Linked DNA regions of Mus musculus: regions 1, 3, 4, 5 and 6 are each linked to region 2. A link is a contact called in public HiCAR-type and promoter capture Hi-C data. All regions are on one chromosome and are shown on one strand. The core of a region is the stretch at or near the end of the contact, and the rest is flanking DNA. Distances in the headings are between cores, read along the strand shown. Region 1 holds the start of Pin4 (protein (peptidyl-prolyl cis/trans isomerase) NIMA-interacting, 4 (parvulin)). Region 2 holds the start of Rlim (ring finger protein, LIM domain interacting). Region 3 holds the start of Phka1 (phosphorylase kinase alpha 1). Region 4 holds the start of Pbdc1 (polysaccharide biosynthesis domain containing 1). Region 5 holds the start of Atrx (ATRX, chromatin remodeler). Region 6 holds the start of Ercc6l (excision repair cross-complementing rodent repair deficiency complementation group 6 like).

Evidence for each region. Promoter capture Hi-C pulls out the DNA fragments that hold promoters and counts their contacts. HiCAR-type assays count read pairs that join an accessible place to other places. Capture Hi-C pulls out chosen DNA fragments and counts their contacts.
Region 1: a contact with region 2 is called in a promoter capture Hi-C map of erythroid cells, with 28 times the contacts expected there. The contact joins the promoter of Pin4 here to the promoter of Rlim in region 2. A contact is called at or near these places in 4 of 39 promoter capture datasets (cranial neural crest, erythroid cells, liver and 1 more).
Region 3: a promoter capture Hi-C map of pre-B cells shows a contact between it and region 2, with 3 times the contacts expected there. The contact joins the promoter of Phka1 here to the promoter of Rlim in region 2. A contact is called at or near these places in 2 of 39 promoter capture datasets (liver and pre-B cells).
Region 4: a promoter capture Hi-C map of erythroid cells shows a contact between it and region 2, with 29 times the contacts expected there. The contact joins the promoter of Pbdc1 here to the promoter of Rlim in region 2. A contact is called at or near these places in 7 of 39 promoter capture datasets (the 3T3-L1 cell line, erythroid cells, hippocampal neurons and 3 more), 3 of 115 datasets of contacts at active chromatin or transcription factors (astrocytes, embryonic forebrain and large pre-B cells) and 2 of 9 other capture datasets (adipose tissue and liver).
Region 5: a HiCAR-type map of astrocytes shows a contact between it and region 2, with 9 times the contacts expected there. The contact joins the promoter of Atrx here to the promoter of Rlim in region 2. A contact is called at or near these places in 3 of 39 promoter capture datasets (liver and pre-B cells), 2 of 115 datasets of contacts at active chromatin or transcription factors (astrocytes and double positive thymocytes) and 1 of 9 other capture datasets (liver).
Region 6: a contact with region 2 is called in a promoter capture Hi-C map of adipose tissue. The contact joins the promoter of Ercc6l here to the promoter of Rlim in region 2. A contact is called at or near these places in 3 of 39 promoter capture datasets (erythroid cells, neutrophils and pre-B cells) and 2 of 9 other capture datasets (adipose tissue and liver).

Annotation. Positions count from the first base shown.
Region 1 is chrX:102,117,772-102,121,020 of GRCm38.p6, forward strand. It overlaps Pin4 (protein (peptidyl-prolyl cis/trans isomerase) NIMA-interacting, 4 (parvulin)), which reads left to right and starts at 1,698. Exons shown (of 4, transcript NM_027181.2): 1 at 1,698-1,793. The coding sequence starts at 1,751.
Region 2 is chrX:103,979,236-103,982,738 of GRCm38.p6, forward strand. It overlaps Rlim (ring finger protein, LIM domain interacting), which reads right to left and starts at 2,050. Exons shown (of 5, transcript NM_011276.4): 1 at 1,828-2,050; 2 at 38-99.
Region 3 is chrX:102,642,765-102,646,128 of GRCm38.p6, forward strand. It overlaps Phka1 (phosphorylase kinase alpha 1), which reads right to left and starts at 1,482. Exons shown (of 33, transcript NM_008832.2): 1 at 1,083-1,482. The coding sequence starts at 1,160.
Region 4 is chrX:105,077,693-105,081,219 of GRCm38.p6, forward strand. It overlaps Pbdc1 (polysaccharide biosynthesis domain containing 1), which reads left to right and starts at 2,064. Exons shown (of 6, transcript NM_026312.5): 1 at 2,064-2,151; 2 at 2,262-2,327. The coding sequence starts at 2,122.
Region 5 is chrX:105,927,651-105,930,805 of GRCm38.p6, forward strand. It overlaps Atrx (ATRX, chromatin remodeler), which reads right to left and starts at 1,722. Exons shown (of 35, transcript NM_009530.2): 1 at 1,450-1,722. The coding sequence starts at 1,469.
Region 6 is chrX:102,155,234-102,158,415 of GRCm38.p6, forward strand. Ercc6l (excision repair cross-complementing rodent repair deficiency complementation group 6 like) reads right to left here and starts at 1,858. Exons shown (of 2, transcript NM_146235.3): 1 at 1,675-1,858. The coding sequence starts at 1,742.

The DNA of each region.
Region 1 (3,249 bases), core at 448-2,947, 1.9 Mb before region 2:
GTGGGACAGGCCTATAATCTAGCATTCAGTAGGCAGAAGTGAGAGGATTGGAAATTTAAGACCAGTTTGGGCTGCATAGTGGGATCCTATCTAAAACAAACAAACAACAACAACAACAAAATTTTAGCCTGGGGTGTGGCTCAACCATAAAGCTCTTGCCTGGCCTTGGTGAGGCCATGAATTTGATCACCAGTATTGCAAAAACAGACAAAAACTAAGCTGAGTCAGATAGCCAAGATAGGACAGTGATCTCATGGAATAGAGGGAAAGATGTCATATACGAAAATTATTGGTAGAGGAGGGGAGGATTGTGGGGGAAAGAGAAAAATGTATCCAAGTGGCACATGATTCCCACCACTTGAGAGGCAGAAGCAGGAGGACATAGTAAGTTCCAGAACAGTCTAGGCTACTAAGCAAGACCTGGTCTCAAAAAGAGAGACTGAGTGAGAAAGAGAGATCAAGAGCACATTGGGATGCAAATTCAAAAGCTATTCATCTTAAGTAAACGCCCCCAGTTAGTCATCGACTATGAAATTATTTCTCATGATACTCCATAAGCAGATACTTTAACAACACCATCTCGCAGAAGATGGAAACTGAGCCCAAGAGCGTCTTCAAGGTCACAGGACTAGTAGAAGGGGTTTTAAAGCAGGTCATGTGCCTCCAGAATCCAAGCTTTAAATTGCCTTATGCTGTGCTGTCATACAAACTTTGAGCTGGAAGGTGGTGGCACATATCTTAAGCCCCAGCAGTTAGAAGATAGAGGCAGGCAAATCTCTGTGAGTTCCAGGACAGCCAGGGCTACATACAGAGAAACCCTGTATCAAAAGAAAAAAGAAAGGAAGCAAAGAAGGAAGGAAAGAGAAAGGAAGGAAGGAAAAAAGAAAAGAACTCTGGAAAAATACAGAGACATGAATACTATATAGATTGACACGAGTGGTCACATGCTATCCTGCTGAACAGCATTAATGCCTTGTTTGTCTTTTAGGTGCATAGATTATGTTCTCCAGGATATATAACTTTAAAAAATCACATTCTACATCTTGGTCTATAATCTTCCTTAAGGCTATTTCTGTACACACAGCTTATAATCGTTATTTTAAAATTAATTTAGGCTGCTTCCAATGTTTCTCCATGACAGACTTCTGCCTGTCACAGGCAATGGGATGATAGGCTTTAAAAAAAAAATTCCATCTTTTGTACCCCATCAACTACTGCTGCAAAAATATAAACAAACAAGTAAGTAAGAAAAGCCATTAGGGAGTGCAGGTCTGTGTCAGTCGGAGAGAGGACGGAAGAAGGCCATTATCTAAACTCCCTCTGCTGTCCCTTTGTCTAGAATCCCCAAAGCAAAAGCCCACGCCAAAGAACTGCAGTGGCCTGAGGCTCGCACTGCGCATGCACAAAAAAGTGGGCGGGGCGAGAGAGAGCAAAGAACAAGTGCAAATGAGGGCAAGTAAAAGCTTTGAAGAACAGAATAGAGGCTGCGCTTTCTCGTCTCTGGGCAACCTTTGTTCCCGCCTCCCCGTAAGGCTTCGGCTTCTCATTGGTCTAACATCTCTAGCTCCTATAGGTCAAAGAACCAAAGGACTGGGTCTGTTCCAAGCTATGCCTGATTCTGGAACCGCAGCAGAAATAGTTGATTGTGACGCTGCTTTCAGGCATTGCGGAGGACATACCTGTGGGGCCTGAGGGGTCCTTTTGCTAGCACCGGAACAGTTGCCGGAGAGTTCATCCGCCAGCTTAAGAGATGCCGCCGAAGGGGAAAAGTGGTTCTGGAAAAGGAGGGAAAGGTAGACCTGCCGAGACAGTCATGGAGCGAGCGTAGGGGTGGATGGGGAGAAGGACAGGAGTAGACCTGCAGCTGTGTGGGGTGGGGGAGGGAGGTGATCATAAGCCGGACAGCAGGGCCACCGGGAGCACCCTGAGCCGCTGTGGTTTATGTTTGGGCTTCTTGTGGTAAGGAAAGATCAGTGCGTGAGGAGCTGCTGTGGTTCAGGGTATCCATGAGGTTTCAGTGCAGGGACCCTCGTGGCGGGCAATAGAAGCTGCTGGGGATGGTTCCTCGTGACCTGGGGTTTATTCCCACTAAAATTGAATCTGATGAAACGCCAGCAATAAAAGGAAGCCTACACTAGTGATCAATCTAGTCCATCTAGGCCTCTTAACAACTAACAGGACGTACCTCCCCCCCCCTCCCCTCCCCTACACACACACATGAGGAGGGACTCGCTTCTTGAAGACCGTTGTTGGGGACAACATTGTGCTTTCAGGCTAGAAAACTAAGACAACTCTTATTCATCGCTGGACAATGTGGGGAAGATAGTAGCCTCTAAGTACTGTGCCGAATGTAGTTGTGAGAGTTATGTTATAGAAGGTGGAAAGAGGGTAAAGAAACAAACTGGAGATACTTTGGGCAGGCTGAGATAAGCAGCAGCAATAGGGTAAAGAGTCCTCAACCCGGAGAGGCCAGCCCCAAAGGCAGTTTAGTATAGCATCGCTGAAGTAAAACTTCAAAACAAATAAGCAAGTTGGGGAAATTAAAACAGAAGAAAACTAAATCATGAGGTGTGCTGTATATGGTGTTAATTAAGGTTGGTTAGGGGCCAGGAGGTCCTTTAAAGAGATGATTTCAAGCCGGGCAGCGGTAGCGCACACCTTTAATCCTAGCACTTGGGGAGGCAGAGGCAGGTGGATTTCTGAGTTCGAGGCCAGCCTGGTCTACAGAGTGAGTTCCAGGACAGCCAGGGCTACACAGAGAAACCCTGTCTTAAAAACAAACAAACAAACAGAGAGGGGAGAGTAGTGAGGGAGAGAGAGAGAGAGAGAGAGAGAGATGATTTCAGTAGTTCTGGTAAGAGAGAGAGTTGGCCTGAACTAAGATTGTGGTTGTAGGAACCCAGAGAAGAGACAAATAAATGGAGTGTAGTAGAGTGATACCCCAGAGGTCCAAGGAACCAAGATGTTGTAAAGAAAGGTCTGAGAAATGGGTGAGGCACTGCAGAGACATGCCACAGCAGTGGGAGGCTGAGGAGGACCTGAGTGTGAGGTCACCAGGGGTACACTGTCCTTTAGCTGCTCAGCTCCTGTTCATCCATCAGGTGGTACCTGGCTAGCTGACATATGTGTTCCCTTCCACAATTTCTCGCTTGTCGGACTCTCAGAATGTGGTCTCTCTTCCTCACTGGGATACGAGCTCCTTGGCTGCGGCTTTGAATCCTATTCACTGTGTACCCCCAAGAACTTGAA
Region 2 (3,503 bases), core at 800-3,299:
ATTATAAATCACCAGGAGACAACACAAAAATAATTACCTGTCTTTTAGGACATAGTATTGAAATCCAATAAACTGGATTTTAGTCTTCTTCACTCAGCTCTAGAAAAAAAAAAGCATTCATTATTCTTCCTATTACAAAATCCGTATTTTCTTTGAAATACAACAAATTCTTAAAAACACATTTTGGTTATATATATCATAACCCAACCTAACTTAATGTTAGTATTAGTATATTTGGACAACCAAGGTCAGAAGGAACCAGGAGTTAGATAAAAGATTTCCTTTAAAGGCCAAGAGGCAATCTACCTTTTAATATTAGCTTGTTTAAAATAGGCTTTTCCTTATCAGACTAATAATTATTTTCAAGTTCTACGAGCCACTTTCAAGAACTTATTTGGCATACCACAGTAGCCTAAGGCAGAAATTAAAATAATAAAAATCATCAGGACATTTTAAGCTAAGAGATATTTGTGACCTTTTCAGCATGATTGTTTGCCCTTAAATAGTTATCTTAAAGGGTGCTTGGGTTGGTCCTTTTAGATCCTTAACCTGTATTTCAGAAACTGATTTGAGGAAAAGGTGGACCTGTAATTGTGCCTGCCTCCTAATTATAAAGAATCAAAGAAATGATTAGGACTACACTTCCTATTCTTTCTGTCTTCAATCATTCAAACGCACGGTGGCTAATTACAAGTCAAGAAATGTAAGCAACTTATTTCTAGGAAAAAAAAACATATATACAGTGGGGCCTGCCAGGAGCCCATGAGAATCTGATATAAAATCCCTTTCCCCTCCAAAAGAGGAAAAAAATGACCTAAATAACTAGTCTCCTAGGCCTCAGATGCCAAACGAACCTGTGGAATAAGTATGGTGAAACTGTCCAGGAAAAGAACGTGGCTGTCTCCTCCATCTTGAAATTAATCAGCAGAAGGGGGAAAGGGACTGAGTATTCAGGAAGCAGAAGCCCAACCGGTTAATACTAGTTACTAAGCTATGGCGTACGTGGCAGGTACCGCCCGCCCGCAGAAGCAGAGACCCTTAGGGGTTTTTTTCTGAGTGGGGGAGGGGTAGGGCTGCTGGCAGATCACACGGAAATTAACTTGAAAATAGTCTGGCTCAATTCCCACACTTACCAGGGAAAACAACCCGCAACGTCTTTTCCCTCCGTTTTTTTAATTTTTTTTTTCTTGTGAGGAGGAAAACCCTTCTAGTAAAATCTGGCCAAGGATACACTTAGGGCTAAAGGTGCAGGGAAGCAAACCACGTTTGTCTCCGATCCTCCCGGAAGACTGTCACCGTAGCCCCAGAGGTTAACAAACTGGTCATGCCCTACAGAAGCGTTCAAAATGAGGCTCTGCGAATCCTGTGAAAATCTGAAGGTTCAAGAGTTCCCAACATCCGAATTAAGAGCACCTCCACCCCACTTCCCCAAACCCTAGCCCGATACGCAACGCGGGGCGACGACGATGGGGGGTGGGGGGAACCTCTTAGTAAGAAGCACTGGAGCCATCCTCACGCCTGAGGCCCGGAGTCCAGGATCGCCTCCCCGGCGTTCGTTCTTAGCTCGGGAGGGCCGGGCCCCGACTCCACGGCCTGGGAGAGGAAGTCCTGCCCGACTCCTTCCCCTTCTTCCACGAGCGGGGCCGACACACGCCACCCAACTAAAATGGCAGCGGCGACTACGCCACGGAGCCCCCCACAGCCGGGAGCCCAGGTCCGGAGGCCGTAGTGGGTGTCTCGGCCGCGGCTGGCCAACTCGGGCCATTTTGAGGGCCGCGGCCCCTGCCTGCCTCCAGTCCGACATCCCATTTCTCGGGGTGCCCGTACCTTCACTTACACGGTGTTTCGGCCAGGAGGGAACTCAACTGGGCTCCGCCGCCGCCACTGGGACCTCCGCTGCGCTACTGTGCTGCCGCTGCCGCCGCGTTCTAACCCGCCTCTAAACCCGGGCAAGAGACCCGCCTCTAGAACAGCGCCAGCTCGGAGACGTAGCTCAATCAGCCATTATCTTCCCCATTGTTACCTAGCACTGACAGGAAATGACTGCCCACAACAGGAAGTGATGCTGCGCTCCCAGCTTCACAGGCCCCCGCCCAGACTGCTGGCCAGCCAATCCCAGTTGAGCCCTCGAAAAGGCCTGGTGGGCAGAGGAGGGGCCGGACAGACTACCCGCCCAGACGGGCGGCGGGTCGGGAAAAAAATGCTACTGGGACGCCCACCATGTGACAGGCCCCACCCTCCTTCGCCATTTTGAGTTGTAGCGAGAAATTCGCGTTCTGAGAATTGTGGGAACCTTCGCTTTCCCATTTTGAAAGCTGAAGGACGTCACAGTCGGGCCGCTTGAAGCCCTTCACAGAGAACAAGAATGTAGTATCGGTGTAACTGGCATTGATCCATACAGTCCAGACTAGTGTAGACGGCAGCCAACCTTTTATTCAACATGTATTTATCGAATGCCAACTGTAGCTCAAGCACAGCTGTAGATGTTGAGGAAGTTGAACCATAAATTAAGTTGAAATAGTCCAAGAATTCTCAGTCCTTAAGGGATTTGGTAATCTAGGGTGAACACACTTATAAAACAATTTGTTGCTAAATACTAGAGATTAAAAGTGAGGAAGTGGGTGGAGGCATAAAACGTGGGGACAAAAGTGAATTTGCAATGTTAAAAAGTGGTGGGGAAGGCCTCCTCGAGGCTCTAACTAGAGTACTTTAAAAGGGTGTGGCGATTTGTAAATGGATGGGAAAAAGTGATAGTGGGGGAATTCGAAAAGGGCGGTTAAGGAAGCGTCTATTGGATGCTAAAGCCTAAAGAAAGGACCAGAGGGAATGCGCCATACACCTTTCAGTTCCCATTGTTCAGTTAAAGGGAATAAGAACCCAACCGCCCCCACCCCGTTTTAAAGTACGTCTCTGTGTTCCCACCCTATTTTTCTGTTTTCTGATAAAAGAACAGGTAGACTAACTTTTTTACTGTTGTTCCAACGAACCTAACTTATTGCTACATCAGTTGCTTAAACTGGGCTGGAAGCTGGAAGCTGGTCGACGGTGGCTCGCCTTTAACGCCAGTACTCAGGAGGCAGAGGCAGGCAGATCTCTGTGTAAGTTTAAGGCCAGCCTGGTATACTGAGTGAGTTCTACGACAGCCAGGGCTACACAGAGAAACCCTGTCTCGAAAAACAAAAACAAAAAACAAAAAAAAGGCACACACATAAACTACACTATAATATTTTTCTTTTCATATTTTTTACATGGATCGTCTAGGCCTCACCTCACCTCCTAGAGAAACCCGTGACCACTCTATTTAACCTTCTCCATTACCTACGTAATTTTCTGTAAAGCACTTAGTTTATCTCACCGGTTAAGAACGCGGTAAAGAGCTGGAGAGATGAGTCAGCGGTTAAGCACACAGACTGTTTTTCCAGAGGCGCTGAGTTCAATTCTCAGCAACCACGTGGTGGCTCCCAACCGTCTGCCATGTGATCCGATGCTCTCATCTGCTGTGT
Region 3 (3,364 bases), core at 232-2,731, 1.3 Mb before region 2:
TGCTGCTAATCAGCATTGCAGAACATATTTATATGAGATGAGAAAGTTTCTTCTATTTCCATGCACTATCTTAAGAATAAGGAAAGAGCTGGCTGAAAGCTTACAAGTCCAAAACACAGGTATTATTAAAATAAAGGCATTATTAGGGGTATTATCAAATGTAGTACTAAGGATGCCACTAAGTGCATTTTAAAAGAAAAATAAATATAAAAGTTAAATTCAACTAGCAACGAAAAGTCTGAAGTAAAGGAGTAGGAAAGAAATCTAGAAATATATACAGCCAGGTGCAGTGCCTTATAGCCTATAATTCTCCAGACTGACGCTCCTTCGAGGCCAGCTACATAGTGAGTTTCAGGCCATCGTGGGCTACAAAGACAGACTTGGTTTCAAAAACCAACAACTCCAAAGAGCACATATAAACCAGGTGCAGTGGCGCATACCTGTTACCCCAGCAATGGGGAGATGAAGCTCGAGGATGGGGAGTTTGAGGTCAGCATGGGCTACAAGGTAAAATCCTCTCAACAAAGGAAGAAATAAAACAACAACGGCTTAGGAAACAAACAAAAAAACCCACTGGCTTGTGGTCTGTTGTCCAAACTGTGAAGGCTATGGCAGGAAAATCCCAAGTTCAAGGCCAGCCTGAGCCACTGTGCAAAACTGTTTAAAAGTATGTACAAAGTGCCTTGACCTTCACAGTAGTCTAAGGTCTCTTAGGATGCTCTATGTTCTCATACATCTTTGGGGAAGTGGAGTGGAAGTAGATGGCCCAAACCTGGGGTGAGGGCAATAAAAAAGTGTTATTTCTTGAAACTCTGTCCCTGGAATCCTGCCATAGTTGGGAGGGTGGGGAGTTGGGGGAAGGGGTGGCATTCTGTCTGAGCTCAGAAACCATCACTCTGGAATCACTGCAGAGGGGTCGAGGGTGGGGGATTGTGATTCTCCATGCCACACTTTGATTTTACTCCAAGTTCAACATGCAACTTTCCTTCGGGATCCTTTAAGGTCTCTCCAGAGACAAATGCGTTCAGGGTTCACCCAGAGTCAGTGTCCGGAGCTCACACTTCACCCTTACCTACACTTACCTGATGGCACAGGATGGTCTGATGCACCAGCCGAGCATAGCCGTCCAGGCGGACTCCCGAGTTACTGCGGCTCCTCATGGTGCCACGTCCCTAATCCCCCACTGCACACACGGGAAGCTCGGACGCCAGGCCTACGGAAACCTTCTAAACGCTCCCTTGCTCGTGTGGCCAATGGTTCCCGCGCGTCACCTGGTTCCGGCGGCCTCAGAGTCCACTTCAGGCCGCGGCTCAGCCTCCCGCGGTCTAGGCTTCGGCCGGCAAAGACCCCGTCTCCACTCAGTCTCCCGTGGTCCCCGGGTGGCGCACCGGCATCCTCCGCTTGACTGAAGGAGACCGGGGCGGCCCTGAGACTGAAGGCCGGCGACAGCAGCGGGTCAGCGCCCCGGGTGCCGCCTCCCTTGGCGAGCGTGCGGGGGCGGGGCGTGGGTCCTGCAGCTGCGCGCTACGCCCACGGGCCAGTAGCCCGCCACCCTCCGCCCAGAATGTGTCGCCCGAGGCGCTGTGCTCTCCCCGCCCCCCCGGGGGAGTTATTTTCGAAACACTACAAGTGACTATTTTAATTTTGCACGGTTGTGCGCACAGGCTGTTGCTCTTACTTCTGAAGGACTAGTTTTAGGAACCCTCAGGAACTCTTCAAAACTGAGAGACTGGGACTGAACGATTCCATTTCCGGATCTTCAGGAGCAAAAAGTCGGATTAAGCGCCACACTCTGAAACCAACCAACCAACCAACCAACCAAATAAACACACAAACAAAAACCCCCAGCTCCCTAAGGAGTTCTTTAGCTCCTCCTTAAAGATGCGCGAATCCGCAGCGGTTAGGGAGCTTTGAGGAAGCAAGTGTCAGGCAGGCTGAGAGCAGAATAGGGAGCCAAGCAGTGGCTGAGGGTGCTCTTGATGGGACAGCTGACAGTGGGAGTTATCTGCTTTGGAAAGCTTCCTCGTAAAGTATAGGTGACTAGGCCCAAAGAACAAACATTCAGCTGAAATTAAAGTGACTGAGGAGGGCTGGGGAAGAAGGCTGCCGAGGATACAGTGAGGAGCTTGAGGAATCTGCCTCTGGCAGGCGGTCCCCAAAGGGCTTATGCTTCCGAGCTCTACTGTCCCAACCCCTAACCTTTACTCATAGCCCTCCCAAACTTCTTCTGGGCTCAGCAGGAGTACCACCTGCTTTCTGATTTGCCGGGTAAGAGAATAAGACTGTCTCTTGACCTTTCAAGTTCTAAATCTAAGCCTTCCTTGGCCACCTCACTCTGCCCACAGTGATTTTGCATTTTCGTTCTATTTTTTTTTTCCTCTCCTAAGTTTCTTCTCTTCTTACAAGCTGCCTCTGCGCCACTGCCACCTTTGTCTCTGCTGCAGCTTCTTCCTCAGGCAGTATAGCGTATAGTCAGGCACCTTGGAAGGTGACTAGTGAATATCTGATAATGGTGATGAAAGGTGAGTGCTCAAGTGCTCAGGTTGAACAGCCAGTCAATGATGCAGTTCAACACAGTGGCACGGACTTCTCCAGCAAATAGTTTCCCATTGCAGTCACAACCTACGCAAATGCGATGGCTGGCCAGTACAGCACTTCATGTCCTTAGTACACTGGGAAAGGGAGTTCGGTTTGGAGAGAACACCCTCCTGCCTATGCCCCTAACTCCCTGATATCTTGCCCTCACTCAGACTATAGGCTCAGAAACCTTTTTCTCTACCCTGGTCCCCTTCAAGTGTCTGTCGTCTAGTTTTTCTTCACCTTGATATTTAAGCACATTTTCAAACATTAAAGTAGTATATGATCATTAAAGAAAAATTGCAAAATACAAAAAGGTGAAATAAAATATTGAAATCATAATTCCCCACACCACTATCTTCTTTCTACTCTTTATATTCCTTATGCATAGACCTCCCTTCACCTCATGATAGCATGACTGGATTAGGAATGGCAGAGGTGTGGCATCACTAAGAATGATAGCTAGCTGGCTATCAGCAGACCCTGTTGGCTGGCATTGCCCTGGTGCTTTTATCCTTGGTCCAATTTAGACTTTCAGTCTTGTAGTCTTAGAAACTTGATCTGCTCAGTGTCCCAGAACCAGTAAGACCCAGGAGGCTGACTCATGCTGACTACCTCACAAGAGCTTGGTGCATGAAAACCAGGATGCTGTTTGATATTGAGAAACAAAACTGTAACAGCTTATGTTAACCCGAACACTACATTTTCTCCCTTTAATAAGTTGGAATTTTTATTATATACCTTATATAATGGCCCTGTTAAGTAGATAAACTTCTGATTAATATAT
Region 4 (3,527 bases), core at 814-3,313, 1.1 Mb after region 2:
GATTGGAGGGAGCATTGTCACTACACTTGCTGTAACTTCATTACATTTTCATTTACATATATTAATTATATTACATATTTATTTTAAGCAAACCTAAAATAATGTTTCTGTAATGGCTGTGGCTTTTTCAATGACTTTTAGTTCTCTTTATCCCCCTTCCCTCCCTTTTCATCTGGATTGCCCTCCCTCCTGCTAGATAAAGCCTCTTCAGTTTTCTAATTGCCCAATTCGTTCTCTTCACCTTGCTTTATAGCTCATTTTACCCCTTCCCCATTCTCTCCTTTAACCTTCATGGTTTCTGTGTTAACTTCAGGTTCTACACTCACCTCTTAAGATTCAGATCTAGAATCCACAAATCAGAGAGAGAAAGCATTTAGGTTGTTTCCAATTTCCAACTGTTATGAACAGAGCAGTGATGAATGTGGCTGAGCAAGTATCTGTAAAACAGGACACTGTGCCCTTTGGATAGATGTCAAGGAATAGTATAGTTTTAGTTATACAATTTGGTAAGATTTCAGCACTACAATAATAATAATAATAAAAAACTACAGTAACGGCACCAAAACAGACTAGGAAATCAACAGAACAAAATAGAAGTCCAAACATGAATGCATGTAGTTTTACAGCATTCTGAATGCATTACCCTGAACTAGAATCAACTTGAAATGGATCAAATAGATCAATGTGAAACCTGTAAAGCTGGAACTGCTATAAGAATAGATGGGTGAAGCCCTACAACATATAGGTGTAGCAAGAGACTTTTGAGCGGGACTCCATTCAATTATGAATTAAGGCAAACAATTAACAAAGAAGACCTCATAAAACTAAAATACTTGTGTACAGAAAATGGAACAATAAGCTAATAGAGAGGAAGCCCATAGTGGGAGAGAATATTTGGCAGCTACTCATCTGATAAACTATCCAGAATATAGGAAGGAAAAAAAAAAAAAAAAAAAAAGGATTCCAGAAAGCCAAGGATCCAGTTTAAAATGGCTGGAGGGAGGGGGCAGCTCCAGATCTGAATAGAGAATTCTCAGAAAAACAAAACAAAACAAACAAAAAAACAAACAAACAAAAAACCCCAAAAAACAAAAACAAAAAAACGCAAAAAACAAAAACAAACCAAAAAAGAGATGAAAAATTGGCTAAGGATTATCGTTAAAACTTTAGCATCTATAGCAATTAGGGAAATGCCAATTAAAACAACTCTGAGGTTCATGTTACCCCAATTTAGAAAGATTAAGGTCAAGAAAACAACTGATAAGAAATTTTGGTGAGGATGTGGGAATGGGAATTCTTGTTCACTTTTGGTGAGATTCCAAACTCGAACAGCTTCTGTGGAAATGAGAGTGGAGAAGTCTCAAACAAACAAATGCCAATCCAAAACAAAAACAAAAACCCCTTGACTTGTGGTTTTTTTTTTTTTTTTTTTTTAATTCTCATCTCATTAAAATTCACCGTACAAAGCTCTTGACTGCAATCTGTTCCAGCTAGATTGTTCTTTGCAAGATATTCTAATGCCTTTTCACTAATACCTCTGCCCATGCACGTTCCCTCTGTCTTGAGTCTTTCTGACCTGCTTGGTTAAGCACCCATCATGACTCAGCTCAGGTATGCTCCCACAGTGTATAATGAAGCACACCTCGTTGTTACCTCACTCTGCTAGTTCTTCCAAAACAGGTAGCAAATTCTTCTTCTTCATCCCAGAATTCCACCGTCCTGCTTCTAGAACCTTGCTTGTAAGTGGTTAAGGCGGGCGTATGTGTGTGTGTGTGTGTTTGCGCGCGCGTGAACTGGAAACACGGCACACAAGGGATTTAATAACAGCATCGTTTAAAAATGTTTTTTTTTTCATATAACTTATTTTCCCCATTGATTTATTGAATATTCTATCACCTAGGCTAGAGGAACAGTGTTGCTAGGTAACAACACGCGTTCGCTGGCGCCTGCGTGGCCCGGATAAGGCGGAGCCACCGCTTCCTCTGCAGAGGGAGGGCGCACGCAGGCGCAGACGGAGAAACTGGTCTCTGTTTCCGCCCTATTGCTTTCAGTTAACTGTGAAAGCAGCGCGCGCAACAGGTCACTTCCGGGACGAGAAAGCCGCACTTACCTAGCGGCGACATGGATGCTGCCGGCGAAAGCGAAGAGCCGGTGAGATACTACTCTGGAGTTGGTTAAATACCTAAGTGGAGATGGGGTGGTGAGCGGCCCAAGGAGTCAAAGAATCGCTCATTCAGCTCCGCTTTTTTTTTTCTCCTCAGGTCTCTGGGGAAGCGTTGTCCATCGCCCATGCGCTCTCTCACCCTCCGGAGTCATATGGCAACGACGTGAGTATGACTCACCTCAACTTCCCGCCCACCCAGCTTTAAATTATAAGCTCCTTTACTGTTTGATATCTTCAGACTTTCCCACCTCAGCCGAAAATAGTACCTTCAAGTCAGTGTAATTGTAGTACTTTAGACCACGTGAAAGTGAGTCGCTAACTTTCTATGATTTAGAAACCACCTGGGAAGCCACAGCACCAGAGGCACAACCAGATTACAGCCCACAGCAGATCAAGTCATAATGTCTGGGGGAAGAAGAGCTAAAACATAGTAGTTTTTAGAGAACCTTTAAAATGAATGATTGCACTGCGCGGTAAAGTGGCACCGGTTTGTGGTGTGTGTCATTTGGACCTCTGTACAAATGTCGGGAGATAAGGGAAGAAAAAGACGACAGAGATAGCAGTCAGGATGTAATGTGTACTAGATGAGTGGTTCAAGCAATAGGATGGAAAGGGCTTAGCAGGAGAGATTTTTAAGGATGGAGGCAGTAGATTACATCTGGGAAATGTCACTGGAACTGGATCCTCAAAGTATAAGTGGACAGAAAATATAGATTCAAAGGTAGGAAAATGTCTTGGTCTAAGGTGGGAGGTGCATGTGTAGATGGATTTTTCTGGCATCATGAAGGGGACAGCAGGCAGGATGAAAAAGGAAAGTCCAGTGGGTACTTGTTCAGATATGCTTATATATAATTTAGCTACATCATTTGTTCTGGAGTTTTACAGAATGGAAAATTGGCTATCTGATAAAGACAAATGATGACTATAGCATTGCTACACTCAGGAAAGTGAAAAATAGTTTCACATGTATTTTTGTCCTCCCAACAACTCTGATGTATGTAAGTGGGTATATTAATGTAAGTTACGTTTAATTTTTTATATAATACAATATATATTACATATGTAATGATAAATTGTATTTTTATTTCATTTAGTATAATAGTTATCACTTGATGCTGGAGAAAAAGATGTCCAGTAGTTCATTGGGTTTTTTTTTGTTTGTTTTTGGTTTATTCAAGACAGGGTTTCTCCGTGTAGCCCTGGCTCTCCTGGAACTCACTCTGTAGATCAGGCTGGCCTCGAACTCAGAAATCTGCCTGCCTCTGCCTCCCAAGTGCTGGGATTAAAGGTGTGCGCCACCACTGCCCAGCAGTTCATTGTTTTTGTTATTCTGTATTGACAGTTTCTTTTGGTCACCGTTGGG
Region 5 (3,155 bases), core at 472-2,971, 1.9 Mb after region 2:
TTCGAGGCCAGCCTGGTCTACAGAGTGAGTTCCAGGACAGCCAGGGCTACACAGAGAAACCCTGTCTCGAAAAACAAACAAACAAACAAACAAACAGAACTGAAGTATATTTTCCCTAAGTAAAGAGAGCATCGATGCACTGTTTGCTAAGGTAGAAAATAATCGGATAGGCTCGTTCTCAAATTCTACAATCTAAAGTGCTCAAAGCCATGATGTCCTAGTCACCCAACGGCACATTTTGCCAATTACAGATGCAATTATGATCCACGCTACCTATAATTTCGTTTTGCCACTATTCACCAAGCTTGCATCTCATTCGAGAAGAAAAATCACCGAATTCAATCTTGGGATAAAAGGTCAAATATCAAACTGCCTAAAAAAGCAAGGTATCTGCATAAAAGCGGAATCCATTTCAGATTAACTACTCCAAACAATCAAAAAGCAAATCAGAAACGCGTGGAAAAACAGCCTGAATCGTAAACGTATTTGATCGCTAACATCGGGCCTGGGCTCTCTTCTACCTTTGCAATAAATCTTCTGGTGAATCCCCGTTAACCCGCTCCACATGCCTCGTGGAACAAATAAATAAAAGCACGATCTAACTACTTCACGGAACGTGTCCCAAACCGCAGGGGGTAACAACAACCGATGTCCCGTCAAAAACCGGACTTCTCCTGCAAAGTCGTCGGCCGCTGTTCTCAGAAAGCAAAAGCCCGCATTGGGCTGCCCGCTCTCCGTCTCAGCCGCCCAGGGGTCCCCAAGATAACCCTCCAGGATCTGGAGTCGGGGGGCGAAAAGGCACCTTCTAGAGGTACCTTCCGGGCCCGGCCCTCCTACCTCCAATGCTCGGCTCTCCTCTCGGAGCCGCGGAGAGCTGGAGGACTTCCAGTGGAGGCGACCATTGGGGTTCGCTAGTTCCAGGATCTCACTTCCTCCCGCCGCCCCTCCCCCTCCCCATCCTCCGCCCCTCCCCCTCCCCCATCCACCTTCTCCCCCCCCCTCCCCCCTCCTTCCCCACGCAGTCGCTAGGCCCCGAGATTCGAAAGACTGACCGCAAGCGTTCGGTGGCCCGCGACACCCCCCGCCCCCAGGCCTCGACGCCGCGGGCACGGAGGCGTGAGCCGAGCAGGGGCTCCCGGCTCCGCAGCGGCGGGAGGCGGGAAAGGCAACGCGCGCGCCGCATGCCGCCCCCGACCGACACACACACAGACAGACAGACAGACACACACATACACACATAGACACACACACACACACACCCCAAGCCCCAGCTGGGGCTTCCCACCGCGCTCCCCCAGCCCCGCTCACCTAGAGGGAAAACGATGCCGCTGACCGCGAAGCCGCGCGCGGGCCTAGGGCACCTAGCGCACGTCTTTGCAAACACCCCACTCGAGTGGAAGGCGCCCGGGAGCAGAACGCCGGGGCCCGTGACAAGGGCTTGCGTTTTACCTCATGGGCTCAGCGGTCATGTTTTTGGCTCGGACGGCCGCTTGGCTTGGCAACCCCTTGGGTACCGTTCTGCGCTCCTCGGCGCCAGTGGCTGAACGAAAAGTACTGGGATCTTAGTAGTCACCGCAGATAGTGCTGGATCGTCCTCCCAGCTCAGAGTCCGCTACCGCTGCTGCTGCTGCTGCTGCTGCTGCTGCAAGAGCCACGGAAACAAAGCAAGGCCTATGCCGACGCCATTTTGTTGGGCCGAGGCTTGGGCAGGAGAATTGGCGCGTCCTCCCTCTTCCTCTTTCCGTCATCTATTGGCTACCTCTGCCAGAGCTCAGTGTCTTATTGGCTACGGAAATTCACCTTCTTTGGGAGCCTGTTGCTAAGGCGGTCGACGTCATTTGATCCCCTCCACCTCTTCTTAGTGGGGTCCAGTTCAGTTACTGCTGACCTCAAAGTGTCAGGGATGTATCTTGACATTATCCTGAAAATGCGCTCTTGGTCCAACCTCTCTACTTCCACATAATTGGTGAAACAATGACACCCCATTTACGTTTATTGAGAATTTACTATATGTCGACCACTACACAGATCCTTTATCTTAATCTCATGCTTGAACCATCCAAAGTAGGCAGACCTAACATTTTAATGGGTGAGGATACCAATGCACAAGTTCCACATTCAGCCAAACATCCATCCTTGCGGGGAGGGTGGACATACATTCTTATGCTGTTTTAAACCCAAGGCTTTGTGCATGTTAGGCAAATACTCTATCATTGAGCTATGTCCTAACCCCTCCCCCACATGCACACTCTTAATCATTAATCTCCATAGCCACCCAAAATATAAATATTTTCTTTCCTATTTTATAATATTCTTAATTTTTCTTCTATATATTTCATTATAATATTCAGCTTGCCAACGCTTACACGTGTGAATTTTTACCTTTTGTGGAAAGAGAATGAGAAAAATTCTAGCTATACAGTCCTGACTAGGCTGCAACTCAACATGTATATGAGGCTGGCCTCAAACTTGGACTGTCCTTGCAGCCTCCCAAAGTGCTTAGAAGACAGGTGTACCCCATCATACTTAAGGATACTTACAGGTATTTATATATATATGATCAACTGGACATTGACATCTAATTCTTTTGATATTGAACAATCTTGAAATTGTCACACACAGGTCAGCCATTAGTTCAATCTGATATGATTGGGGGTATATCTCACTTACCAACTGATCCAAATCGTTTCCCCCTCATTTCATTTTTCATTCATAATCTCTGCAAATCACAAATAAGTTTTCTAAATTTGAAGTTTCCAACTTTGTGCCCACATTTATTCTGGAACACATGTTCATTCCCTTTATTTTGTTCATTCTGTTTATTTTTCCTGAAATATGCAACAGTTTTGGTCATGCTTAGATGTCAGGGTTGCAGTTTTGGACTAGAATGACAAGAGAAGAGTCTCTTTTCAAACAATGCATTCCAACAATCAGACTAGGTTTTTGTTTGTTTGTTTGTTTGTTTGTTTCCGAGACAGAGTTTCTCTGTGCAGCCCTGGCTCTCCTGGAACTTGCTCTGTAGATCAGGCTGGCTTTCAGCTCAGAAATCCAACTGCCTTTGCCACCTGAGAACTTAGACTAAAGGCATATGCCATCACACCTGGCTAACTAACATATAAAGATTTGGTTTTTAAATGTTGTATGTATGTTTGAGA
Region 6 (3,182 bases), core at 608-3,107, 1.8 Mb before region 2:
CTTCTCATCCTAAATCCAAACAATGAGCCTAAGAAAACCACCTTAGAATTTCAGTTGTAAAGGAGCATCCTTGGAGAAAAACAAGTAAGCCAGCTCGTCTATTTTTTAATTTAATTACATTTTAAGAGTGATTTAATCTTTAAGCCTTATAGTAAATTACATCCTTTGTGATATTAAACTTGGAAAGCCACTTACTTTTTTTATAGTGGTGGCCACTGTGAAGACCCCCGAGAGTCAACTCTCTTGTGAAGCATACGCCCATGGGCTGTCTTACAAGACTCCAGGTTTATTTAGAGACTCATTAACTTTGCTTCCCTCTGGTATGTCTTGAAATTCTTTTCTCCATTTTTATCTAAGAGGAGGTCCCTCGAGGGAAAACTCTACTTAGAGTACTGGTGGCTCTGTCCACTGACTGATCGTTGATTCACTGGAACATGGTGCTATGTACCTGTAATTCCATCACTATGTGGACTCAGAGAGAAGGATAGAGTTCAAGAGCAGCCTGCCTCAAAAAAAAAAAAAACAAAAAAAAACAAAACCTATGCCTGGCAGTGATGGCGCTAGCCTTTAATCCAAGCACTGAGCAAAAGTTAGTGGTATGTGGGTCTCTGTGAGTTCAAGGCCAGCCTGATCCACACAGAGAAACCTTGTCTCCAAGGAAAAAAAACCCTACAAGTTAACAACATAAATCTACATACTGTAGAGAGGACTCTGTAGTTAAGAGGACTAGGTGCTTGCTCTTTCAGAGGACTCTGGTTCAGTTCCCAGCACCCACATGGTGGCTCACAACCCTCTGTATCTTCAGTCTCAGGAGGGGATGGCACACACCCCATTATAGTTGTGATCTTTTTTCCTCTACTTAGGGGTGGTTTTGAGCAACCTTTTCATGTGCCTGTTTGCCATTATGTGTTTTTTAAGAGAAATGTCTACAAATCCTTTGCTAATATTTTATGTAGTCTTTTAAAAATTATATAGGCATAGACGGGTGTTTTGCATATGCGCGCGCGGGGCGGGGGTGGGGGGGCGCATGTACATCACATAGGTACCAGAACATAGGATCCTGTAGGACTGGAGTTACATAATGGTTGTGAGCTACTATGTGGGTGCTGGGAATTGAACCTGGGTCTTCTGGAAGAGCAGTCAGTGCTCTTAACCTCTGAGTCATCTCTCCAGCCCTGCACTACAATTTTTAATAGTTAAATATTCCAACCTAGGCATCTGGTGAAAGCGTATTCATTCACTGGGCTTAATGGTTCCTTTGGGGGCATATGTCTTCCCTTCGTAACTGGACCCCCTTTCTTTTAATGGCAGCACTCTGGTCGGGAAATAAAACATTTTACAGCATCCATCAAACACCATAAAGTATTTCTGTTTCAGATCCCATTTTCACTACCCAATTGCTAACAACTTAGGGACTATTTTTCCTCTTTTCTCCCAGGTCTGGCGGTTGGCGAGTTAGAAAGACTCAAAGATTTCATCAGTTAATTAAAATTCAGGCTCTTAAAGAGTTCATACTCAAGAGTTATTTGACTTACGAGTGACTTGGCAGGGCGAGCTCCCCGAAATAGAAATCTGGTCAAAGCCACAGCAGATCCTAGGGGGAGGTGGGAGCCACTCCACCTCAACCCCAGGCCAGGGACTGCAAGTTCGACCCGTCCGGAGACCCAAACATACCTCAGGTAACTCTCGGCCAGTTGTGGGCTCAAAGTCTCCACTTCCGCTAAGCCTTGGGAAGCCTCCATGGCCAGGGAATCCGGAGAGCCCAGGAAAGGAGACTCCCAGTTAAAACCGCGCTTGAATTTCGCTCGCTCCCGCCTTACCCAGGCTGGGCTCACGCACTAGACTGGTAGAGCCAACTGCCCGCCTCGCGGCGGGCCAATCCGGGATCTGGCGCTCGAGCGCGGTTTCCTGAGCCCCGCCCAGGAAGGTCTTGCGCCTGCGCCCTCGAGCACTGGCGCTAGCTAGCTACGTTAGCTAGAGTGGCCTTACGTTTTGGGTTTTTTTTTTTTTTTTTTTGGAGGGGGGGGGGGCTGCTGATTCACGTGACCGGTGGTGGTTTCAGTTCCGTCCTAACTGCGTGGCGGTGAGTGTGAATGTTGAGTAATGAGAGCGAAGGGAAGGAGTTAAGAGCGTGAGTAAAATGCGCGCTTGTTTCTCTTGTCCTTGTGAGTGGAGGCTGTCTTATTGTACTGGCCCATAGAGGTCTCCATTGCCCCCTTTTCCTCCCCGCCAGTGCCTGGCACTGAACATACTTGGAATTCACACACCTAGAAGTGCAATCCTGCAACTTAAAGCTGACACTGAAGAAGGATTTTCAAAGACAAAGCCTAAGCCGCTCGTGGTGGTGCACACCTCTGATAACAGTGCTTAGGAGGCAGAGGCAGGAGGATCTCAAGATCTAGTCCAGACTGAGCTTGCATATAAACAAGACCCTGTCTCAGAAGTACACACACAAACACACACGCCCTTATTTACGCAATACCAAATAGAGTAGAGGTTATTTATGTATTTGAGAGGTTGGGAAGGGGACATGATAAGAGTTGAATGGGAATGAATGGCTTACAGATTACTCATATATGAAATGATGAAAAAATTAAATGTAAAAAAATAATAATAGCTAGATTTGGTGGCACAAGCCTGTTGGGTTTCAGATCCGGGACAAGTAGCTGAGGTGCATATATAACATACCAAAGTGGACCTGGCCTTCAGGTTCTCCCACCATCCTTCATCCTTGTTACAGGGCATGACTGGCAAACCCCACCCTCTACACTGAACTTTCCAACCCAGAGGCTGGGCCACCCAGCAGCTCTTCATTATGTAATACAGACCTTTTTGGTTTTCCCTCTCTTTTCTCTCTGCATGCCTGCTTTCTCTCTCCCCCTTCTCTGCCTATCTTTCCATGGTGACTTCACTGACACCCCCCTCCTGTATGGTGAATGAACCTGCCTGGAGGCTGCCCCCAATAAACCTGCCTTTATACTTTAATTTGGCCTGAATTGGCTTATTTTGTTCGTGGAGATACCAAAGCCTAGGGTTCCAGCACCTTTGAGGTTGACGCAGAAGGATTACAGATTCAAAATCCATTCAGGCCAACCCAAGCCACTTAGTGAGACCCTGTGAGTGCTGGGGCTATATCTCAGTAGTAGAGCATTTGCTTAGCTCTGTGACTCTATGGCTTCTTT